2 separate regions of the Mus musculus genome follow, and region 1 is linked to region 2. A link is a contact called in public HiChIP or PLAC-seq data. All regions are on one chromosome and are shown on one strand. Each heading gives the region's core, a stretch centred on a gene start, on an enhancer-like site or on the middle of the called end of the contact. The rest is flanking DNA. Distances are from core to core; before and after follow the strand shown. Region 1 has its middle 13 kb from the start of Gm40607. Region 2 has its middle 24 kb from the start of Tnfaip3.

Region 1 (7,058 bases), core at 335-2,834, 240 kb before region 2:
GGAAAGACACAAATGATATGCTCTTCCTAAGTCTAAAAAGTCTAAAAAGGAGACCAGCATAAAGTGATGTTAGGTGTGAATGAAGATGAAATGTATCGAAGGACACAGGGGTCATGGGGGTGAACAGTCCAGAGGGGGACACCATGAGGAACAGAGGAAGCGTAAGGATGGGGAGAGGTGAAGAGGTGGAAGAGAGCAAACACCTACATTATTTCACACAGGATTAAAAAATTAAAAAAAATTTCTAGAACATTTATCGCTCTTCTTAGCTAGTCCCCTCTCAGTATAGACATGGAAATATGTATTTTAATGTCTTTCTTTACTGACAATATTGAACTGGCTATCAATTGAAAGGTGTTAACTTTTATTTCATTTCAATTTTTATTTTTATTTTTTGGTTCTGTTTTTTAAGAGCGTCTGCCTTTGTAATCTTAAGAAGGGCATCTTCCTTCTTTGCTCAATGTGGGAGAATTCATCACAGAAATGCTATGGAGCCTCCCTGCCAAGGAGTTCGTAGGAGTTCCTAAGTGTTTTCTGAGAACAGGAGGCTGTTCGGCTTAGATGTGGCCAGGAAAGCGGTCACTTTGGTGACCAGTTCCAAAGTCACTGGGGAGATATCAGGTCTCAGAGGACACAATGAGGACTTCTGCAGCTGGCATGTTGTCCCACAGCAAAATGTGGTGTGCGTTCTTCCTCTTACCTTATGGGGCCCTCTGCACATCCTGTTAGAAATGAACAGAAGGTTTCCTACAGTGAGGCTTTCTGTAGGACAGGGCTTCAGGAAGGACACTGAAACGGATCACTGGGAGTAAGGAGTTTAATGGAAGTCATTAATGCCAAAGACACAAACAAGCCAGGTGCTCCAAGAGGAGTTCAGGTCCAGCACTAGAGCTGTCAGTGTCTCTGAAGACAGAAATCCGAGCACATTCGGCAGAACTGAAGTTCACAACAACAGCCTGTAGCCAGACCCTCTGATCCCTAGGCAGGAGGCAAGGAAAGGAGTGGGGAGCACGGTATGGTACCTCGATCCCTTTATTGTTAACTCGTTTCTCAGGACAGACATTCCAGAACCAGGAAGCTAGAGATTTACAAATACCCCTCTCAGTTTGGTACCTGCTGCAGTCAGCTTGGCCTAAGCAGAGGCTGGATTCTAACATTACATTTTTAAGACATTTTTGGTCTCATCAGAGGATCTCTCTCTTTTTCTCTCTCTCTATTTCCCTCTCTCCTCTCCCCTCCCCCTCCCTGTCACAATTATCTGTGACAGCTAACCCGAATAACCCCCATAGCATAACCCTGAGTTTCCAGCTTTCTTCATTATTTTAGAATCCTTTCAGCTGCCTGTTAAGTTTTAGACCTCACTAACTTTGTTATAGATACTCTCTCTCTCTAGCTGTGGCAACACTTGGCTAAGTTGTTTTGCTGGAATTTGGAGTTAGTTTTGTCTGGTTCAAGTTAGTCCACTCTTCAGTGCCCTCACTTGGGAGACTTGTGGGCTGAAAACTACCCTCAGATCATGTGAACTCTGCCTTTATCTATGTCCTGTGAGAGACACTAAACTTGCACATCTGTGCAGACTGCTCCCCAGTTACTTCTCATTTCCCTGCCCCCCCCACCCCGATTCATCTTTCTGCACACCTTTCAGACCACCCTGTCAAGTTGTCCTACAACCATCCCTAAATCCTGCAGTTGGTTACCTGGATTTGAGGTTTAAAAATCAGCACCTCTCAAATACTGTCTCCTGAGAAAAACATACTGTTCCCACAGTTGGTTTACCATGAGGCGAGGAGAGAAGGCATCATCTATCAACACTTGCAAGATTTGATATCTGCTCAACTAGGCAATTGATGCGAATGTGGTCTGAGCCACAGGCCATGTCTCAGGAAGATAAGATTGTCTTGATTCTATAGACACCAAGGGCAAAGTTCAAGAGAGGGAGCCCTGTGTAACTCAGATCCTGAAAAAAGGCCACCACTGACTCTTCTTCTTGTGATGGTTTGGTGAGAATGGTGTTATGGGCTCAAATGTTTAAATGTTTTGTCTGTAGTTGATGAAACAGTTTAAGAAGGATTAGGAGGCATGCCCACCTACCTACCATCATGCGTCCTACTGTGATGGTCATAAACTACTAGGAGTCTGCTAATGAGACAGCATTAAACCTACCCTAAAGACTTCTTATTATAATTATCTGTATACATTAGTGCATCTCTCAACCCTCAACAGAGAAGCTTTGTTTTGTAGTAGATGGTGATTAACATAGAGACCCACAGGCAGAGAGGTGGCTCAGTGGTTAAGAGCGATGTTCTTCAAGAGGTCCTGAGTTCAATTCCCAGCAACCACACATGGTGGTTCACAATGATCTGTAATGAGAGCTGATGCCCTCTTCTGGTGTTTGAAGACAGTGACAGTGTACTCATATAGATGAAATAGATAAATCTTTAAAAATAAACATAGAGACCCACAACTCCTCATGAAGCCACAGAGCACTCACCCCACATGTATTAGCCCATCCTTTTCTCGAGGCTCATGAATCACCTCAGGAGATGGGGTAGAAGACTATAAGAGCCAGTGGTGGTGACCTACAGTTTTGTTTTGTTTTTTTTTGTTTTGTTTTGTTTTGTTTTGTTTTGTTTTAACACAACAGGGAAGTTGCACATATGAACTCACAGCAGTTACAAAAGACAAAGTTCCAACATGGAGTGGAGAGGGAGGCACAACATCTCATCCCTAGAGCTAAGGAGCTATTGATAATTGACAGCTTCTGCAAAAGGGAGCATAAGTTTTCTCTAACGGTGTGGCCTCCACTAGGTCTTGCATCACTGGATGGCCATACTCTTAAGAGTATATAGTCAACACCAGTGGACTGGATACATTTAAGAAAAATGACAAAAAGTTGAGTCACTGTGAACTGCAGAGTGAACCTGGAAGGGACTGTGGAGGTTGATGAATAGAATCAAACTATAATGTGTGAAATCATCAAAGAAATAATAAAAATATTTTTAAAATTATAAGGTACATATATTTAGTTTTGTCATTAAAGTTAAAATATGAAAGTATACTGAAATAGATAAAAGTACACTAATGAGGTAAATATTGTGATTGTTTGAAAGAGAATTCCCCTCATTGGCTCATATGTTTGAATGCTTATTCCCCGGTTTGAGGAACTGTTTGGGAAGGATTAGGAGGTGTGCTCTTGTTTGAGGAGATGCATTACTGGGAAGGTCTTTGAGGTTTCAAAAGTCCATACCATTTTCAGCTAGCTCTCTCTATTTCATGGTTGTATCTCAAGGTGTGAGCTCTCAGTTACTATTTGGGCACCATGCCTGCCTGCCTGCTGCCATGCTCACTGCCATGATAGTCATGGACTCACCTGTTATGTGTAATTTTAAAACCACACTTCTGCCTTTCCTGGGAGCTTGGCCTTCACTCTGACCCGTTCCAGCTCCCTTTGTTCCAATGCAATCACAATCATCCCCCAACCCGGAAAAGGCAGGAGCTGTTGTCCATGTCCCACAGGCTTCCTTTGGCTTCTCTTTTGCACCAGGTGGCTATCTTTGCCAAACCACCAGCTACTGCCTTTTCCGGGGAGCTATGTTACCAGCCCCACCAGAGACCTTTGAATCTGAGGATAAAACACACATACTTAGCCTTATTGTTTTAGAATTTGTCTACTAGCACAATTGCTGGGCCCTGAATCTCCTGACCTAATCTTATCAGTTATCAGCTGGCTCCTGCCAACCCCCTCAGACCCCACCCACGTTGGAGGCTTAAGGCCCTAGGTGCCCCTGAGGCCTAACATGACTGCTGCTTTCTTTTCCTTTCAGTGCATGGCTTCAAAAGCCCTCTCTTTTACCTTGGGTCCCCCCCGCCCCCACCTTTTTTTTTTAACTCTTGGGACCTGGAAGGCATATCTTTACCCTTTGTCCAGCAATTGGCTTCTACCTTCATTATTAATCAAATCAAGAACCAATTAAGGATTCAGATTTTACTATCAGCTCCTCCCCCTATACTCACCCTCTGAACTGTAAGTCCCAACAAACTCTTTTTTTTTCTATAAGTTAGAATAAAGTCTTATCACAGCAATAGAAAAGCAGCTAAGACAGATATGCTTGTTCATTTTCATATGAAGTATTAAATCTGAGGTGAATGTTTGATAATGCAGGGTGTAGAGAGTTTTCAAAATTCCCCAGTGTTTATCAATATTTTATTTTATAATTATCAATGCTGAGAATATGTCTTTGCATAAATAAACAATACAAAATGGCAGAAATATGTTTAGGACTATGTAGGGCTCCAGGGACCATGTTGCCTGACAGACTGGCAAGGTTGAGTGAGGGTTTCCCTAACGACCCTGGATTTATTATATGCTTGATTTAGAATTACTTGTTGGTCATTAAGCACTCAAAATTGTTCCCAGTTTTTTGCAATTTCCACATCCAGTTACACAAATCCATGGAAAATCATGAACCAAGGTGTAAGAAGCTAAATTTGTAGAGACCTCTCAGGGGAATTTAAGGAATGTTTCAAAGGCTGGCTAATTTCTTACCATTGAGCTTATAAAAGTTTGTACTTTTTCTATAAATGTATTTTGCCAGCATGTGTGCATTTTATCTTCTTTAAAAGATGTTGAAGATGAAAAAAGGGAGAAATAAAAACAAATGCAAAAACAAGCAATGTTTCTATAAGCTGAACATGAATATATTCCTGTCATCAAGCAATTCCACTTCCAAGTATTTCTGCAGCAAAAGTGGATGTGTATGATTGTGGGAAGGGAAGTAGATGCGCAGTAGAGTTATTTGTAATGGACCCAAACTAGAAGTTACCATGTCATAGCAACAGTAGAGAGAAAGCAATTCAGAATACTCATCACATGGAAGGTAACCCAGCAGCAGCAGCAGCAGCAACAGCAACAGCAACAGCAATAACAAAATGGCACACCAATACCTACATCAACATGAATGAATCTCATAAAGATGTTGTTGAAAAAAGTCGCCAAGAGACTGCATGTGAACTTCGTGAATCTGAGTATGCAAAACACACAAACAAGTTAAACAGATGTCTGTTTGGAGACGCTTGAGAGTAGGATTGAGTTCAGAAAGCACACGGAGGTTCTTTTTTGGGAGGTATGGTATAATCAAATGATATATCAGTTGATGAACTTCTGTTGAGCAATATCTTTATAAATATGCACTTTCCATGTATGCCTTCTACTTCAGTAACTTTTGTTGAACTTTACAAAAGAATGCCTGATCCCTCAATCCAAGATTAAACTACCTGGAAAAGTGTCATGGCTCACTTAGCAGACCCCAGAGTAGGAGAGCAAAATGGAACTTATTCCTTCTTTAGGTGACCACATGGGACCTTAAAAAAAAAATAGGGAAAGGAGACCTGTGAGAATCCATTCCAGATAGTATGGCATGGTATGGCAAATAGATAGGAGCAAATATAGGTGAGTATGGTGTCAAGAGCATGTGGCTTAGACCTGATCGTACATCCAAGAAGGGTTTCTGTTGACTGTGGTCTACAAACTTTCCTTCTTGTATTTGTGGAGTGGAGCTGGCTAGTCATCAGAAGTTACCTGTCTGGGACTTTGTGCTTACCATCCCTAATTCCTCTGTGGTCTCCTCAATAATTTAGCTTACAGAGTGAACCTGAAATGGCCCACTCTTCCAAAATTGTTGGAGTTGGCTGTTGGTAAGAGAGAGTCATAAAAAGTAGTGGTGTTGACGTGATTTTCTTTTTTTTTTTTTTTTCAGGCCATAATGGGATACAATGCGATTTTTAATGCCGCTTCTAATAGATTGAAAAGAGAAACAATACTTAAAGGCTCCTTGGCATACCTCCATTTTTCTTTCTTCTTTTTTTTTCTTTTTTTTTTAATTAGGTATTTTCCTCATTTACATTTCCAATGCTATCCCAAAAGTCCCCCATACCCTCCCCCCCTCCCCCACTCTCCTACCCACCCACTCCCACTTTTTGGCCCTGGCGTTCTCCTGTACTGGGGCATATAAAGTTTGCAAGTCCAATGGGCCTCTCTTTCCAGTGATGGCCAACTAGGCCATCTTTTGATACATATGCAGCTAGAGACACGAGCTCCGGGGAACTGGTTAGTTCATAACGTTGTTCCACCTATAGGGTTGCAGATCCCTTTAACTCATTGGGTACTTTCTCTAGCTCCTCCATTGGGGGCCCTGTGATCTATCCAATAGCTGACTGTGAGCATCCACTTTTGTGTTTGCTAGGCCCCAGCATAGTCTCACAAGAGACAGCTATATCAGGGTCCTTTCAGCAAAATCTTGCTAGTGTATGCAATGGTGTCAGCGTTTGGAAGCTGATTATGGGATGGATCCCTGGATATGGCAGTCTCTAGATGGTCCATCCTTTTGTCTCAGAAACTCTTCCTTGTAAAAATGAGAAGTCTTTTCCTGAGTTTGACAAACCACAGTGGCTTGTAAGTGTTTCCTCAGGCACTGTGGCCTGTAGTGTTTCTTCATGTTGCTCTGGGTTCCTGGAAGGCAGAGTCAATAATGTCAGCCTACCTGTCATTCTCTCCCATCATGCCATTGAGGAAGCCATGGTGGATTTTCAAGTCAGATTCTGGAGCACTGAAGAGACGACTGTCTTGTTCAGCTTAATTGAGAATTAGCTGAGACACCTACAAAGAACCATCAACATAAGAACAGAATCTATGGTGTGACTCATGACCCTGACCACTGTCTGGCTTTTGGAAAAACAAGAGGGTGACTATGTTGAGAAAGTTCTGAGAAGAGTGATTTCACTTGTAGCAAACTTTGAATTTACTGTAAGGTGGTCTTAGGACCTGTTCACAAAAGGAGAGAGATGAAGGAGATAACACATTTCCTCTTGGTGCTGGAATTTATATCTAAGGTTTTAGCTAGCTGTGTGTTCAGAGCTTTGGGCCAAAACTCCACTTAGCATACAATTATGAGCTTAAGGTGTCAGAAAGGCTACCGCCCAGAATGAGCTGAGACTTGAAAGGGATGCAAAACTAAATATTAGGAAAATATGAAGGGAAATTACAAGAGTGGGGTTTGAGT
Region 2 (6,914 bases), core at 2,752-5,251:
TTCTAACAGAAACCTTTGTCTTCCTGGACCTGTTACCTGCAGTTACTCAGCCTTGAGCAACTTGTCTCACGCCTCTGCACTTCTGATTTCTTGTCTAATAAATATTTTAGAGAACATATTAGGGAGGCAGAAAAAAGGTTCCGTGGGTGAAGGCACTTCTCTCACAAACCTGGTGACCTGAGGTAGATCCTCTGTAACCACCTAAAGGAAAAAGGAGAGAACTGATTGTACTGTGTGTCCTCTGACCTCCATACAACTGTAAGTACACACACACACACATACACACAACACACTTTTTATGATTAATTTTACTATCGACTTGCTACAAATTAGAATCACCTCAGTGAGAATCTTCAACTGAAGAATTATCCTGATTGGTTGCCTTAATTGATGTTGGATGCTCCCCCCTCCCCACTCCCACTTGGGTGGCACCTGGGAGCAATCCCGGTAAAAGGGTGTGGCAGAAGGAAGATGTCTGGCCTTTGGCCCCCTTGGCCTTCCATCTTAATTTACTCTGTTGCTGATGCTGTTCATGCCCTCACTGATACCAGAACCAGTATCTCCAGACTTCCAGCCTAGACTAAGGACCAAGGGCCTTCCAGGAACTTTCCAGATTTTCAATCAATTATCATCAAATGTAAAAGTATTTAAAACTTGGTATGTCATGGGATTCATTCTAACAAATGCTAAAGCTTTCCCAAACTACTAACTTTAACTCACGAGTTTAGTTAATAATAAGAAGAGAATAGCTTTAATATATAAATCTCTCAGGTGTGCCCTGCCACTGTATACAACAAACTTTACTTGCTTCCATGAGAACTAGTGAGTCCAAACCCTGGGTGCATGTTAGATTCACTGGATTGTGAAAGGAAAATATCTGAAGTCTACAAGTGCCATCCCAAGCCAAGGATGAGAATGCCCATGTTGGCACTGTGCAAAGTCCTCTGAACTTGGCATGGTGGCATACACATCCGTAACTGCATTACACAAGAGACTGAGGTAGGAAGTTATGAGTTCCAGGCAAGTCTGTGTGTGTATGAGGCAGGGGGTTCTCTAGAGAACCGAATCAATGGTATGAACATATATGATGTGTGTGTATGTGTCTGTGTGTGTCTGTGTGACTGTGAGGCTTTGTGTGTGTTTATGTGTGTATGTGTGTGTGTGAGACTATGTGTTTGTGCATGTGTATATACAACTTATCCTGTCAGTAAAGGGAAACCCACTCACACGCCACTGGTGTTTATGTGGAGATCAGTGGGCAACCTTGTATTTTTATCTTTTTCCATCATGTGAATTCTGGTGATTACACTCTAGCCATCGGGCTTGGTGGCAATGGTCTTCACTTGATAAGCCATCTCACCAACACTGTTAGTTTTTTATACTAAGAAGTACAATTGGCTACTGTCAGCCTATGCAGGAATCAGGAAGGAGCACGTGTGTGTCTTAAGAAAGTGCAGCAACCACAAGCAGAGTTTCTTGATGCTAAGACACTTGAGAGAGGGTAGAATTTAGGTAATGGAGTTTTTGCCCAGCACAGCAGAGTCCAGGGTTCAACCCTCACCACCATATGAACTGGGTCTGGCGGTGCTTGCCTGTAATCCCAACACTTTGGGGATGAAGGCCAGTGATGAGAAATTCAAGATCACCAGGAGCTCAAGGACAGCCTGGGGTAGCTAAAATATTGTCTCAAAAGCAAAGAAGTAAATAATCCTCAAAACAAAGCAAAGGATTTTTTGTTCTGAGATAACAAAGAAATTAAAATAAAACTCTTTCATTGTCCACCCCACCGACTGCTGCTTCAAAACAGCTCTCATTTTAAATATTTTCCACTGATTCATTGAAATTTTGCTCAGGTTTGAGGGAGACGGATCTCACTAGAGGGCTTGCCCCTCAAAAACCTTCAGGTCTTGGATGTTCCACACCTCCTCGTTCCAACCAGTCAATGGCGGTGAAACTAATTAGCATGTAGTTGAATATTAGTTTCACAAATATATACAACATTGCTCTGTAAACTCCAGTTTTATAATTTTTTCCAGGGGAGTGAGTCAGAACACAAGAAATACTAACACTTCACATTTCTCATGACCGTCTTTTGAATATAAACTTCAATCAGTTTGAACTTTAGATTTTCTTACACATAAGCACAGAGCACTCAAATATAACCTGGCTAGCTGGAGGTGAGGTGAGCCTTCCTTGAAGATCTGAAGATGTCAGTAAGCTTAATATTTTCAAAGTCAGTACTCTGAAGTGACAAGAAGTCTTCATTGGATAGTTACTAGTTGTTTATGGTGTTTTCTGTCTCATGATTGCAGTTTGATGTTTATGTAGTCAATATGGAGAAGTGTTTCAATCAGGAGGCTGATGTTATCTGAGTCTAAGACATCCAGCTTTCCCATAACCAAAACAGGCCGGGAGGTAAAACTGCTGCTGGTAGACACTAATACCTAATAATAGTATTTAACAAATAGATATTTAAAATGGTTGGTCATTTTTACAATGGCAACAATAAAAACTAAAATGCCAGGACATGTTTCCTAGAGGGAAGAGGAATTTCTTGACACAAAGAATTCTGACTCCACAAGATCTGCACCACTGACACAAGGTATATAAGCTGCACGGGTCCCTTGAAGAATCATAAACATATGTTGGGCCTATTCAACTTGAAGATTAGAAATCTTTCATCTACATAACTTTGCTCCCCTTTTGTTCTCTAAGTAGGATTTAATATTTGGTTTATTTGCTTGCTTTTGTTTCTTTGAGACAGGATTTTTCTATGTAGCCCTGGCTGGACTAGAACTTACTATGTAGAGACTGGCCTTGAATTCAGCATTCCTCTCTCCTCAGACTCTGACGTGATGGAATTATTTGCATTCACCATCATTAGAATTTTCTGCTTTTAAGAAAAAGACAATGTAAGGTCACATATTTGAATAAATATACTAGGTACATTAAAATAGTCTGTCAGAACATGTGCCAGTGGATATGAGAACAATACAATAAGCACACCATCTAGGCCTTCAGAGAAACAGAAAATGATGTGATAAAATGTTATTTAATAAAAATGAAATAGTCATAATAATATCTTAACTCCTGAAAAGGTCTGTTTAATGTGGAATGTCATCTCTTCTGGCATACCAAGTCCTTCAATCATGTGATTACTCATCTGAACCATCTTGAGGTCTCATGGCTACTCCTTTATATACAGCCCCAACTCTTTTAAATTAACCTCTCCAACATAGCCAGTGGGATCTTCTTAAAATATTCATTTAATCATATTTTTCCTCAGGACCATGGAATGCTCTCAACTTGGAGGTTTCTAGGGACAGGGACTCAAGTGAAGTTTATGTCCCTAAACTTGAAGTAGAATGTCACCACCCACAGGACTTGTTTTCAGTCAATCTCCAAGCAAGCCCAAACCTACAAGACCCTTGGTGGCATGAGTGCTGGGCTTTCCACTACTGAGGGCTCTCAATGTCCGTTCTGGCTTCTATGTCGTATGCAGGACTGCCGAGAGCACCCTGCCAGAGCCTGGCATGCCACTCCCACAGCCTGTGATAGCTAAGACCTAGGACTTGACCTAAAAGCTCTCAGTCTGGGAAACACACTATGGAGTTGGATTTAGCTGGTTTCTCCAGGTATGTTTATTCGATGGAGAACATAATTCTATCATTTTGATTTGAAGTGTTCATCACAAATACGAACTTTTTTTCAAGAAGGAATATTGCATTTTTGCTGCTAACTGAATGTCTGAGACCATTTGAAGATAAGTGCTGTCTGAGACCTAGTTCTGAGCTCCTATGGCAATTTCCAGTATCAATCCAGACAAGCAGCCCAATGCTCTCAGTGGAGGCTGGAAGAAAGAAAACACAGTTTGGTGAGCACAAGGACACTGGAGCCTTCTTCAGGCGCTATGTATGGCCTTGCATTCGATATCAGCTCACGAGAGAGTCTACCAGAGGTTTGGTATGACCCATATATTTCAATGTTTGGTCACAGCAGCTGTGTGGGGACTAACATGAAGGAACAACAGAGGTGACAGGTGTCTGAAACATAACAGGAAGTGAAAACATATTAATATTAACATGTCAAATTTTTAAACATTAACCTTATTCGCCAGAAATATTGTAAAAATTTTACCTAAAGGGATTTTTTAAAAAAATGTTTTGCATTTTAATTTAGTTTCATTTAGTTTAGTTTTCTATAAGACAAGGTTTCATTCCATAGCCCAAAGTGGCTTCAAGTTTGTGATCCTTCTGCTTCATTCTCCACAGTACTAGGATTATAGCCATCACTCTCGACTCCTAAACTGAATTTAATGTGGATTGATTTTTAACAAATCAGCTATACGAACTCCTGTTTTGAGGCAAGTTTGTTTTATAGAATACTAATGAAGCAGTGAAGGAGTGGTAAAGTGTTATACATGTGATCACACTTGTCTGCTCGCTCGTGCGGGAGATAAAGGGAAGCTACTTTGATAGGGCTGGCAATTCAGTCCAGCTAGTTCAAGTGATTTCTACCAAGCTTTATGACCTGAGTTCAGTCCCCAGGACCCACATGATGGGGCTGGGGGGACAGACGTCTTACAAGTTGTCTTCTGACCTCTACATGTATTGCATGCGTTCTGTGGGACACATACACACACACACACACACACACACACACACAGAGAGAGAGAGAGAGAGAGAGAGAGAGAGAGAGAGAGAAAGAGAGAGAGAGACACACAGGTAATAAAATAAATAAATCAAAACATCTTTTAAAAAGTAGCTGGGACATGTCACAGAGATTGCCCAGAAATCCCAGAAGGAAGTATGCCAAAACATATATGGTAATATCTTCTCTTTGGTAATAATATAAATGTAATTTCTCCCCTTCCCCTTTATAATATGAGTATTTTTATTTGTTTTTGTTTTGTGGTCTTGTTGTTTATTTTTTTCTGTGTAACAAACACTGGCTGTCTTGACTACTGTGTAGACCAAAATGGCCTCAAACTCAAGAGATCTGCCTACCCCTGCCTCTCAAGTGCTGGGATTAAAGGTGTGTGTCATCACTCCAGGCCATAATATGGGTGTTTTAACAATGTTTATTATACTTTTATAATCACTAAAAAAGGGACTATAGGTCTATACTTAATTCTTAAGGTCTATCCATGACTTTAAGTATTTGTACTTCCCATATAGAAAGAAGCAACCCCACTGTTCATTCTATGAATTCAGTGTCCTTGCCTTTAAAGTCAACATCAGGCAAGGGGCCAGGAGAATACTCCAGAGATACAGCCCTTGGACAGCACCATGAACCTCTGCGTTTCACCAACAGAAGAAAATAAAGATTTGTTTTAGACTATTTAGTCAAACAAGTAAAGTTTTACAGTGTTTAAATTGGACAAGAACAGAATGAGTCAGGAAAAAAACATGGACCTAATTCCCCATTACATTGGTACATGGCTAAGAAACTACTAGAAAAGGCAACCTAGCTCTGTATGGAAATATACTACCCCAAGAACAAGCTGGCTCCGTCCTAGGACAACATAAGCCAGTCATAAAGATGCAGCACAGGGAAAGAGAGATTTCCAGTGGAACAGAATAGAGAGGTGAACGACATGGTTATAAAATGGTATCTCCCTCATTCTGGCTAGTGTTTCTTGGTCATCACTAAGACTATTATTTCACATATTCCATATACACATTAAAACTTATCTTATTATGATGGGGTAACATAGCTTAGCAGCAGGGAAAGGACAAGATATTTTAGTAGAGCTGGGAATAACAATTATAAATAAAACCGAGTTGAATATCTGGCTTATGCTAAAAACAGTTCTAGACAAACTAAGGAAATTATATGTCAAAACCAAATTTTAAACATTAAAAGAAAACTTGAGGGTGAAAAAGACTCTTTTAAATGAGACCAAACAGGAGACACTGAAAGAGTAATATATTTGATGAATAATACTCCCAAGCCCTAAGGCCAGACTTCATGTTTTCAATGAGAGAACCCTTGTGACCAGCACACATGTCCAGAAAAGGCACTGGTCATAAATAACAAAGAAGTGAAGACTAAATTTATTTTTAAATGCAGTATTAAATCTGAAGAATTTCTTGTCCATCTGTCCCAGTTCTCAAGCATGCTGTATGAAAAGATAAGTGTAGCAATGTTAAACCTTGCAAGAGGTTTTTCTGAAGTAAGTATCAACATTAAGAAAGGGTCAGAACCAATTTTCTTTATCAAGAATGGGAATATGTTGTATGTAATTGGGCAGCAGAGCATTTTGTGTGAAGTGTGTTTAATGAGTAGGATTGTATGGATTTGTGGCTTCAAAATACAATGCCTGGGCTACCAAGCCACCTTAGCAGGTAATGGATCTTGCCTCAACCTGGCAACTGAGTTTGATCCTTGGAACCTACACAATGAAAGACTCTAGCAAGCTGTTAGGAGTGACAAATAACTTCCCTCTGCTGTATTCTGAACACAAAGGATGGCTGCTGTCCAAAATTTCAACTTGGATTCCTTATTACCCTGAGGACACACAATTTGGGAGAATCTTCTAGAATGCTCTATCTTTTGCTGGAGAATAATAGTGATATTCATGTAGATTGGACTTTGGGAACTCTCTCTCTCTCTCTTTCTTCTAGACAATGGTAGCTGTTTCACAGTCATATTGTTGATACATAAGTCACCCTCACTGGGTGAAGGAGTCTATTGAGGTTTTAACAAGAGTGTTAGTTTTACTCTGGTGACTTGAAAGAGTTCATAGTACCTTTAAGTGTGAACGTCACACATTAAGTGTCCCCTAACACACAGACATCATCCTGACAGTGTGGGTCGGTAACCTCGAACAAACCTTCTTAAAGGTGGTGTTCCTACTCCTGGTGTGCGGATCCCCTCTGGACACTTGGGCATCTTAGGTACATTGTTCCCAG

What was found. HiChIP or PLAC-seq counts read pairs in DNA pulled down with a chosen protein or histone mark.
Region 1: an H3K27ac HiChIP or PLAC-seq map of double positive thymocytes shows a contact between it and region 2, with 5 read pairs. The contact joins two enhancer-like sites. A contact is called at or near these places in 14 of 484 Hi-C or Micro-C datasets (B cells, ECoMG-derived neutrophils, the G1E-ER4 cell line and 7 more), 1 of 115 datasets of contacts at active chromatin or transcription factors (double positive thymocytes) and 1 of 9 other capture datasets (adipose tissue).

What each region holds. Positions count from the first base shown.
Region 1 is chr10:19,226,562-19,233,619 of GRCm38.p6, reverse strand. No RefSeq gene overlaps it. Among named protein-coding and RNA genes, the nearest start is that of Gm40607, 13 kb to the left of the region's middle. Within about 2 kb of position 1,584, at least 8 of the 459 cell types and tissues checked have an H3K27ac peak or open chromatin away from gene starts, as enhancers often do. A contact at or near this core is called in the P5424 cell line and double positive thymocytes, where this site is marked.
Region 2 is chr10:18,988,293-18,995,206 of GRCm38.p6, reverse strand. No RefSeq gene overlaps it. Among named protein-coding and RNA genes, the nearest start is that of Tnfaip3, 24 kb to the left of the region's middle. Within about 2 kb of position 4,001, at least 10 of the 459 cell types and tissues checked have an H3K27ac peak or open chromatin away from gene starts, as enhancers often do. A contact at or near this core is called in the P5424 cell line and double positive thymocytes, where this site is marked.